Linked DNA regions of Hordeum vulgare: region 2 is linked to region 1. The links are chromatin contacts, called in public Hi-C maps. All regions are on one chromosome and are shown on one strand. Each heading gives the region's core, a stretch centred on a gene start, on an enhancer-like site or on the middle of the called end of the contact. The rest is flanking DNA. Distances are from core to core; before and after follow the strand shown. Region 1 has its middle 22 kb from the start of LOC123449238. Region 2 holds the start of LOC123446750 (transcription factor bHLH18-like).

Region 1 (4,410 bases), core at 1,391-3,890:
AAAGAAGTTCACTGATTTTCAAAAAACGTTCATCGAATTTTAAAAAGTTCATCATTTATTTAAAAGTTCATTGAATTTTAAAAATATTCATTGATTTTGAAAAAAAGTTCATCACATTTGAAAAAAGTTCTTCAAATATGAAATGAGTTCACATATTTTTAAAAGCAATTCACGTTCTTGAAAAAAAGTTCATAAAATTGATAAAAGTTTGTCACTTTAAAAAAAATCATGGTATTTGAAAAAAGTTCACCGATTTAAAAAAAAGATCATTGATTTTTTTGAAAAAATCATTGACTTATATATAAAAAAATTCATTAATTTTGGAAAAAGTTCATCATAATTTATCAAAAAATAGTTCATCATAATTACAAAAATCACAAATTTTAAAAAAAGTTCCTACAATTAAAAACAAAGATGGATAAAAACAAACACGAAAATGTTAAAAAGTGAAAGAAATAAAAAGGAAAAAAGAAAAAGACGTAAGAGAGAAGACAAAAGAATGTGTGAAGCATTACCTTGAGAACTGAATCCGGACGGTGGCGTGGTTACTCGGTCCCACTGTCGACCGGCAGATCGCCGGTTCGATTCCCAGGTGACCTATGTTTTCTTTTGTCACTCCAAAAGAAAGCAGAAGATGGGCCGATCCCAGCTAACGTGCTGCAGGCGCCGGTTAGCATATTGTCACTCCAGAAGAAAAGCAGAAGATGGGCGGAGCCCAGCTAATGAGCTGCAGGCGCCGGTTAGCAAATTTGCCTATAAACCGGCGTCTGTGGCACTAAATAGGATTCGCTGATGAAGCAAGCTGGGTACTGTTGCCACTGATTTTTCTAAGAAAAAAAATCAATTTACATATTTTTGAATGCGAATATATTTTAAAAATTATTTAAATTTCCTGAAAAATTAAGGACACTTTTCTGGAAAAATGTGAACATCTTTGTAAAACGTGATCACGGTTTCATTTTCTGGTAAAACACAATCATTTTTTTAAAATGATTTTTTTAATATTTCGATTTTTGTGAAAAGGGCAAAAATATCTAAGAAATAAATTAAAGTTTCGGATTAAAAAATCGAAATGGATATTTAAAAAAACTTGGAATTTTTAAGTAGTTTGAAATTTATGAAATCGCGCCAAAAAAAGAAAGTTTACATTTTCTATAAAAAATAAAAACTTAATAAAAAAGTAAAACATGAAAACCAAACTGAAATTTCTAGAAGGTTTCCAAAACTAATAGGAATAGGCTCTTCGGGTATACCCTTAAGCTGGCCTGCCTAGAACACTCGCTATTTAGGTCTAGTTCTTTTGGAAGCCTAAAAAATAAGCCGCCTTTCTTATTCAATGGAGCTTCTAAGATAGTTATGTGATAACTAAATTATAAGTCACACAAAACTTATAATGCTGCTTATTTGTTAAGCTAAGAAGAGGCAGCTTATTTTTCAAGCTGTCCAAAATAACTGTTGAGCACTTATGAAGGCGCTTATCGTGAGGAAAAAAATATCCGAGGAAAGTTAGCGCTCACTGCTCCACGCTGGTGCTAATAGCAGGCTCTTGAATAACATGTTAGAAAGGAAGGCTCAGTTCTCTTGTACGTTAAGAAAACAAGTGCATTCGGTGCCTTCCTTCCTACCGATGCGAGACGAGGCGCTGGGATTCGACAACATAGCCACTGATCTGCCAAGACCACGTAATTGGGCCGTCTCTCTAACTTTATGACAATATATACATTTACCATTCCTCGCATATGTTGGGATAGCGAGACCGCCTCTTATTTCACACATATAGCGTAAAATGCCCATCAAGCACACATGCTTGTGCGTTCTTATGTGACCTAGTTCAGTCTTTTTTAGAGAGCGCGCCTTAGCGCATGTGTTCATGCATTTATTCCTATGATCTGTCATCAGGTTGGTTGGTTTCTTTTGATTTTTTGGGTCCGGTTTTCTCATTTACTTTCTAAACTGATTTTAATAAAAATGAAAAAATGAGCTGATAGACAAAAAATATTCAAGCATCCTAAAAAATATTAATATTTTTTAGGAAACTTCATAGAATTTAGAAAAAATTGCAGAATTTCTAGAATGTTCATGGTTGTAATAATGTCTATGAGTTTAAAATTTTTATTGACTAAAAAAATGTTCACAACATCAAAAATTTGTCTTTCATTTAAGAAAATGCGTATGTTTCTGGGGAAAATGCAGAAACTTTTTAGATGATCACAAATTTACTTATATTATCTAATTTTATAAAAATATTTATTTCAATAAATAATCCCAGACTTCTAAAAATGCTCGGGGTACTTCACATTTTTATAAATTTGAAGATGTACATGAAATTTAAAATGATTTCTTTTACAAATATTGAAAAAGGAAAACAGAAATTGAGGGAAATAAAACCACGGAAAAGCAGAACAAAAACATAAGAGAAAGAAGAGGCAAGCACATTTATCCCTTGCATAAGCAGACAAAGTCATTGAAAATGGAACGGACAAGTTCGCACACTGTTGTTTGTTTGGGAAGATACTTGACGCAATAAGTCTCCAATATGGTTTTTGGACTGGGGAAACATGCACGATTTGGGCTTCGGCCTTTTCCTGCAGTGTACGCTTCCACTTACATCGGGACCAACTAGAGGGAAAGCCCTATTTAGCTCCACAGGCGTCGGTTAAAGGCAAATTTTGATAACCGGTGCCTGCAGCGCTCCACAATGGGCCGGCCCATGTAGGGATTTTTTGTGAACTTTTTTTTAGCCCGTGAACTGTTTTAGCCCGTGATTTTTTTAAATCGGTGCACTTTTTTGAAAATCGATGATTTGTTTTCTGGAAATTCGTGAATATTTTTGAAAATCGATGAACATAATTTAAAATTCATGAACTTTTTTCAAATTCAGTGAACTGTTCTTAAAATTTGATGAACTTTTTTCAAAATCAGTAAACTGTTTTTAAAAATTGATGAACTTTTTTCAAAATCAATGATTTTTTTTGGATTTCTGTAATTGTTTTGAAAATCCATGTACATATTTTTCAAAAATCGCTGAACTTTTACGTAATAATTGATTTTTGTTGCAAATCTGAACTTTTTGAACTTCTGTGAACTTTTTTCAAATTTTTATTGACCAATGCATTTTTTACATGGGCCAGCCCATTTGGAGGAGCGCTGCAGGCGCCGGTTTCCCTAACCGGCGCTGAAGGCGCCGAATAGGAGGTCCACAACTAGAGGCGATCGGAGCTGGTTTTCTCTGTGTGTGTTTTTTCGTTTTTGTTTTACTTACCTTAATTTTTTTTAGTCACCAATTTTTTCATTTATTTGTTTTTTCTTCGTTTCTTTTTGTTTTTCATTTTATATTCTTATATACATGATCAATGTTTTTTCAAATACTTGTTCAATATTTTTATATAGATGATCAATATTGTTTCGAAGATTCGTTCAACGTTTACACAAATACTCCCTCCGTCCCAAAATAACTGTCTCAAGCTTAGTACAACTTTGTACTAGAGCTAGTACAAAGTTGAGACACTTATTTTGGAACGGAGGGAGTACTTGTTTAACATAATATACACGCTGAACATTTTTTTAAATGCTTATACAATAGTTTTTGAATACTTGTTCAAAAATATTGAAATAGTTGTTTAACATTTTTATATAATGTTAATTATTTTTAAAAATACTAGTTCAATATTTGTTATGTATATGATCCACATTTTCATAATAACTTGTTGTAAATATAGCTCGTGCTCGTGGGATGGTCCAGCTTGCACGCTCTTCAACGAGAGAAACCTCTTATCTCGTGTAATGCGAGAAGTAGGAGGGCAACTCTTTGAGGAGCGCTCTTTCGGAAGCATTTCAAGGATCATTCTCAAGCGTCGTCACTTGGCGCGTTTTTGTTTGCCGCTACATGTCGTGCTGTTGGCGTTCCCTTTAGATTATATTTTTTAACTTTTTCCGAACATGTTTTTGGCTTCTTAGATGTTTTTTCAGGGTTTTTTTACGTGTTTTGATTTTTCATCGGTCTTTCTTAGCTTTTGGACGAGAAAATATTCAACAAAATGCAAAAAATGCATTTTATTCCTTCCTTGTAGGCACGGCCATGTCTAACGAAAACAGGAAAAACACGTTTTTTACTTTCTCGAGAGGGACGGTTTTACTTTTGCGAGAGGAATGAATCTGCTCGTGCCTCTTGAAAACGAAAGGAAAACATGTTTTTTTCTTCCTCGAGATGCTGGGTTTGCTTCCACAAGCTCGCGGAAACAAAAATAATAATCGTGTTTTCTTTAATTTTTGCTTCCTCGATAGTCACGGATTTTCTTTCGCGAGAGACTAGGACATGCTTCTGCGATAGACACGGTCGTGTCTCTCGGAAATAAAAAAAACATGTTTTTTCTTCTGTGAAATGCACCATTTTGCTTGTGAGAGAGGTAC
Region 2 (4,410 bases), core at 1,329-3,828, 110 kb after region 1:
AAATGGAAAATAGAACAAAACAAACAAACGAAACCTAGAAAAAAGAAGAAGCAACTAGCGGGTGGATGGTTAGGAAGGTGCTCGTACCTAGGACCACTAGAGATTAAACCCTTGGTTTAACATATTGGTGTCTCATTAATGCAGAGTATTGTTTTTGTAAGAATTGTTGTTCCTGTCGATAGTGAAGCGTATGACTTCATCAATCTTAAAACTTCACGACTCCGATCCAATCTAGTGTATGTGTGCGTTTACTTTATAATAGACTTTTCAAAATAAATAAAAACTAGAAGAAAGAAAACATGGAAAAAATTAAAGAAAAATAAAGATTGAACAAGCAAAAAAAAGGAAAAAGGAAACATGTGCCACCAATTGGCCCCGCACAGTAGCAGAAGCACTTTAGGTGGAGCTTGCTTAACTCGGGCATGTAGTTTTTGGTCCGCACTCAAATGCATCCTGATGAACAGAAAGTTTTATAAAAAGTATTTTTTATAAACGTTGATGAATTCTCCACTTTTGTGCAAATTTTTGTGACAAAATGGCATTCATGGAGGTGTGAAAAAAAACAACGCTCCGGAAAAACTATTGTTGGAAGCATTTTGAAACATCGATTTTTCTGCCCATACCTCCAGGAATGCCATTTCATCACAAAATTTTACAACCAGTTGAAACATTCATCAATATTTATCACAAAAAAAGTCAGTTTTTTTCTGAATTTTTTACTATGTTTTGAATTTTACAGTTCACCGAAGAGCATGTGAGGTCAGGATCAAGAGCAATTTCGTCTTAACTCGCGTTATGAGCGGTATATACGAATTTAGAAGTGTCGACATTCATTTATGTTTTTCTTTCTTTCAGATTAGAACATTTGTTTCCGCAGGGAATCCAGGTTAGAACATTCATCGTATGTGGATTATTTTAGTCAATAGAATAGATTAGAACACGAAATTAGAGTACTCGGAGATCTGGTTAGTCACATAAACGGTTACAGACTTCACACAACACTAGAAGAAATGGACACCGTGAACACACTCAGAAATTAAAAATGGTTTTCCCTAGAAGGCCGGCATTCATGCAGAGGCCTGGGGTCATCTTCCTGTTTTTTTAAAGAAGGCCGGCATTCGTGCTCATGTTGTTAAAGTAGAAGGGGGAAATGCCTAAAGATCTGTACAAATCGATTCCATTCTGCTTTCAGTTGAAACTTCTGAGTGCCACGGTCAGGTTCCTCACGAGCTCAGCCGCGGACGAAAATCCCTCTTCGATCTGCACAAAACTGAACACGTCAATCTTCTGATCATGCATTAGAATTATAGTGAGAACGGCAGCTTATTTTCTTGCAAGTTACAGCCGCATTTGCACAACGGAGAGATGCCTTGCCTTGGCCGTGATGGTGATGTTGAGGCAGGAGTCGGTGAACGGGACGACGTTGGTGTTTATGATGGAGAGGCCCTGGTTCTCGAGCTCGGAGAGGACCATCACCAGCACCCCTCTCCTCTCCTTGCAGCAGATTTTCAGGAGCGCCGTGTGCCCCCGGATGCTGGCCTCGACGGCCGGGCTCGACTCCTCGGCGTCCCCGGATCCGCTGGGTCCTGCTGCGTCGTTGTCGGCGGCGGATATGCGGCACTTGCTCTCGAAGACGGTGGTGGACTCCGACGACCTCCGCGAGCCTTGCTCCTCCAGGGCCCTCACCTTGTCTTCCAGCTCCTTCACGTACTCGATGGTGCTCCCCAGCAGAGAGATCTTGTCCGTCTGAAAACAATGGCGAAGGGTAACTAATTAATCGTGCCGCGGGTAGTTGGTGACCGCATGAATGCAGCCACGTTTCCTTGTCACGCACCTTCTTGAGGCCGGGGACGATGGTGGCCAAGGACACGAACTGCTGCTGCAGCTTCTCCCGCCGCTTGCGCTCGGCGATGACGTGCTCTTGCGCGTTCGCCGGCGCCCTGCTCCGCCTCTCCGGCGCCTGCAGCTGCATCGTCCCTTCGACGCCGTCGTGCTGCCAGGCGCCTCCGGAGAAGTTCAGGGTGCCAGCCTGGCCGGCGCCGAAGGAGAGGAAGTTCGACGATGGCGGCTGCCCCAGTTCGTTCTTCACCGTCGCCGAACCGAACGGCAGGTTCGGCAATGACGACGAGCCTCCAAAGCTCGCGAAATTGGAGCTGCGAGATGTATGGAACGACGGGGTCGCCATCGGCGACGTGTAGTACTGCTCTTGATGGCCAGGTAGCGGTGGCTCTGCGAACTGCTGGTCCATGCCGGGCACGGGAACCCCTTCTTGCTGGTACATGTACGCGAGCTCCTCCTGTTCCTGAAACCAGCCATTGCAAGAAGAGCTTATACTACCTCAAATTCACAGCATGTTAACTTTCAGATGCCACAGGTAATTAGGACCAAATGCGCTTACCGTCTGCGTGAGCCATTGGTTTGGTTGCTCCATCACTGCCCACACAAGAAGAGCTTGATAGTTAAACATATACTCCTCACAAAGCGCAGAGGAGCACCAAGCTTATAGAGAAGTAGAATTTGTGGTGAAGACATACCTGAAACCTCTGTTCTCTTCTCTGCTCTTCTTTCTTGACTTTGCTGTCGTGTGTACAAACAGAAACAGGCATATATAGTGGTGTGAACTTCCCGCCGGTGCTGTTGGGAAGAAGGCGCTCGTTCACGTGCTCCATGCACTCGCAGATAAGGTCAAGGTACTTGCACGTTTGGTCTGCTCCACCGTACGCGTTAGTGTTGACATCACAGCTCCGATCTCTCAAGATCTGTTGCTATCTTAATTCCACCCAGAGGATTTGTTATCTGAAATTGGTTTGTAAACAAGACCTGTCTGAAGATTCAGTAGGTTCGACGACAGTGACAGTCGGATAGAAAGCGTGCATGCATGCTTGCCTGACGAGGTCAGTTTCATCACTAGAAAGTACACCACAACTGCAAATAAGTTTAGCAATTGTTACATTGCTGCATGGATTGGTAGTTCTACCGAATCAGTGCGTGCGTGTGCGTGTTTGTTTGTGGAATGATCGGGTGATTTGATTTGTTGTTGGAGTGATCGGGACACTTTTGTGAAGGATGTGCACAGTAGGTTGAAGCGATGGCGACAGTTCTGGAGGGACCTGTTCATTTGGTGTTGGAGGGCAAGTACAGTTTATGAAACTCCACTAGTGTGCATATGATAATGATATATATGCTAATGTCGTATCGTTTTGTCAATTGGTTAGGAGATCCACGCGATAATGGCGCTGCCTTCTTTATGCTGAACCTGCAAGCTTTTTAGATTACAGGAGCAAATCCCAAGAAAGTAGCTTCAAATCAAAGTGCAAATAGAAGACAACTGTTCCTGACCAACTGGCTGGAAAGTCCAAGCCTGAAGAGGGCCCGAGAAGAGGACAGATGGCTCACCTGTACTGCCTTGATCCTATCAACGAGGTTAAGGCGTTAAGCCACTAGATTACACAGCATGTGTTTGCTTGCGCAACTTGGAATATTTGGTCTGATCCACATGCAAAAGCCAGCAAATCTGACCCAGGTGCCATCTCAGGTGAGGCAATAAAATTGATGTTGGACAGTGGGTACCTAACCTTGTAAATGTAAAATGTTTCACCTGCACGCTTACATTTTGGAGTTTTGGTAAATGGCACCAGGGTCCATGAACTGTGTATTTTTCATTCAGGTGTCATTCTCATTTTCACTGGTATAGCCTATAGGGTGCATCATCTTCATGGTCAAACCGATCTTCTTGAAACCACAATCATGTGGTAATTAGGAATCACGTCATCATGCTCCTATTATATATATAACTCGATATTAAACATCTGACAATACTACTTCTAAAAGAAACAGCAAGCTTAAGCTTTGGTGCCCCCTTTCGGCTGGCTAACATTGCTGCCCGGAGCAACTTGGTTGCTTATGCCATTATGATGCAATTTGTTTACCTAGATTTAGTGGCTTCTTGTAATTCTAAGTTGCTCATCTCCCGAAACCACATGGCTCAATCACTAATTAGGCATTCAGTTGACTACATTTATAGACTAACGTGGCCAACTTGATGGACAGTATAACATAAAACACTACTAGTATGTACTACTCCATCGTTTTTCATGGCGTTTCTAGCAGGTCTATTGCACCACTGGATTGCCAGCATCAACAAGTTACTCCACTGGGCAACTTGGATTAGCTACACAAAGTGCAACCACATGCAAGTGATTAAGGACCTTTTCGGCTTAATTGACGAGGTATTCGTGCTTGAGAACTCATGCTTGCGTCAACTTGAGCTACCAACTAAGCACCTACGACCCGTAGGATCATCTTGTTGGCACATTGCATTCGGATCGTATCTGAATATTTTATCAAATGTACAACTAAACCAAATGGCTCCAATGGCTCCAAATGGTCCTCACATTTTTTTTTCCTGCT

Evidence for each region. A called contact is a pair of places that touch in the nucleus more often than the background predicts.
Region 2: a Hi-C map of seedling shows a contact between it and region 1, with 2.5 times the contacts expected there. The contact joins the promoter of LOC123446750 here to the enhancer-like site in region 1. A contact is called at or near these places in 3 of 6 Hi-C or Micro-C datasets (leaf and seedling).

What each region holds. Positions count from the first base shown.
Region 1 is chr4H:518,609,076-518,613,485 of MorexV3_pseudomolecules_assembly, forward strand. No RefSeq gene overlaps it. Among protein-coding and RNA genes, the nearest start is that of LOC123449238, 22 kb to the left of the region's middle. Within about 2 kb of position 2,641, at least 3 of the 3 cell types and tissues checked have open chromatin away from gene starts, as enhancers often do. A contact at or near this core is called in leaf and seedling, where this site is marked.
Region 2 is chr4H:518,718,821-518,723,230 of MorexV3_pseudomolecules_assembly, forward strand. It overlaps LOC123446750 (transcription factor bHLH18-like), which reads right to left and starts at 2,579. Exons shown (of 4, transcript XM_045123295.1): 1 at 2,535-2,579; 2 at 2,399-2,433; 3 at 1,835-2,302; 4 at 1,339-1,746. The coding sequence starts at 2,431. The coding sequence ends at 1,339.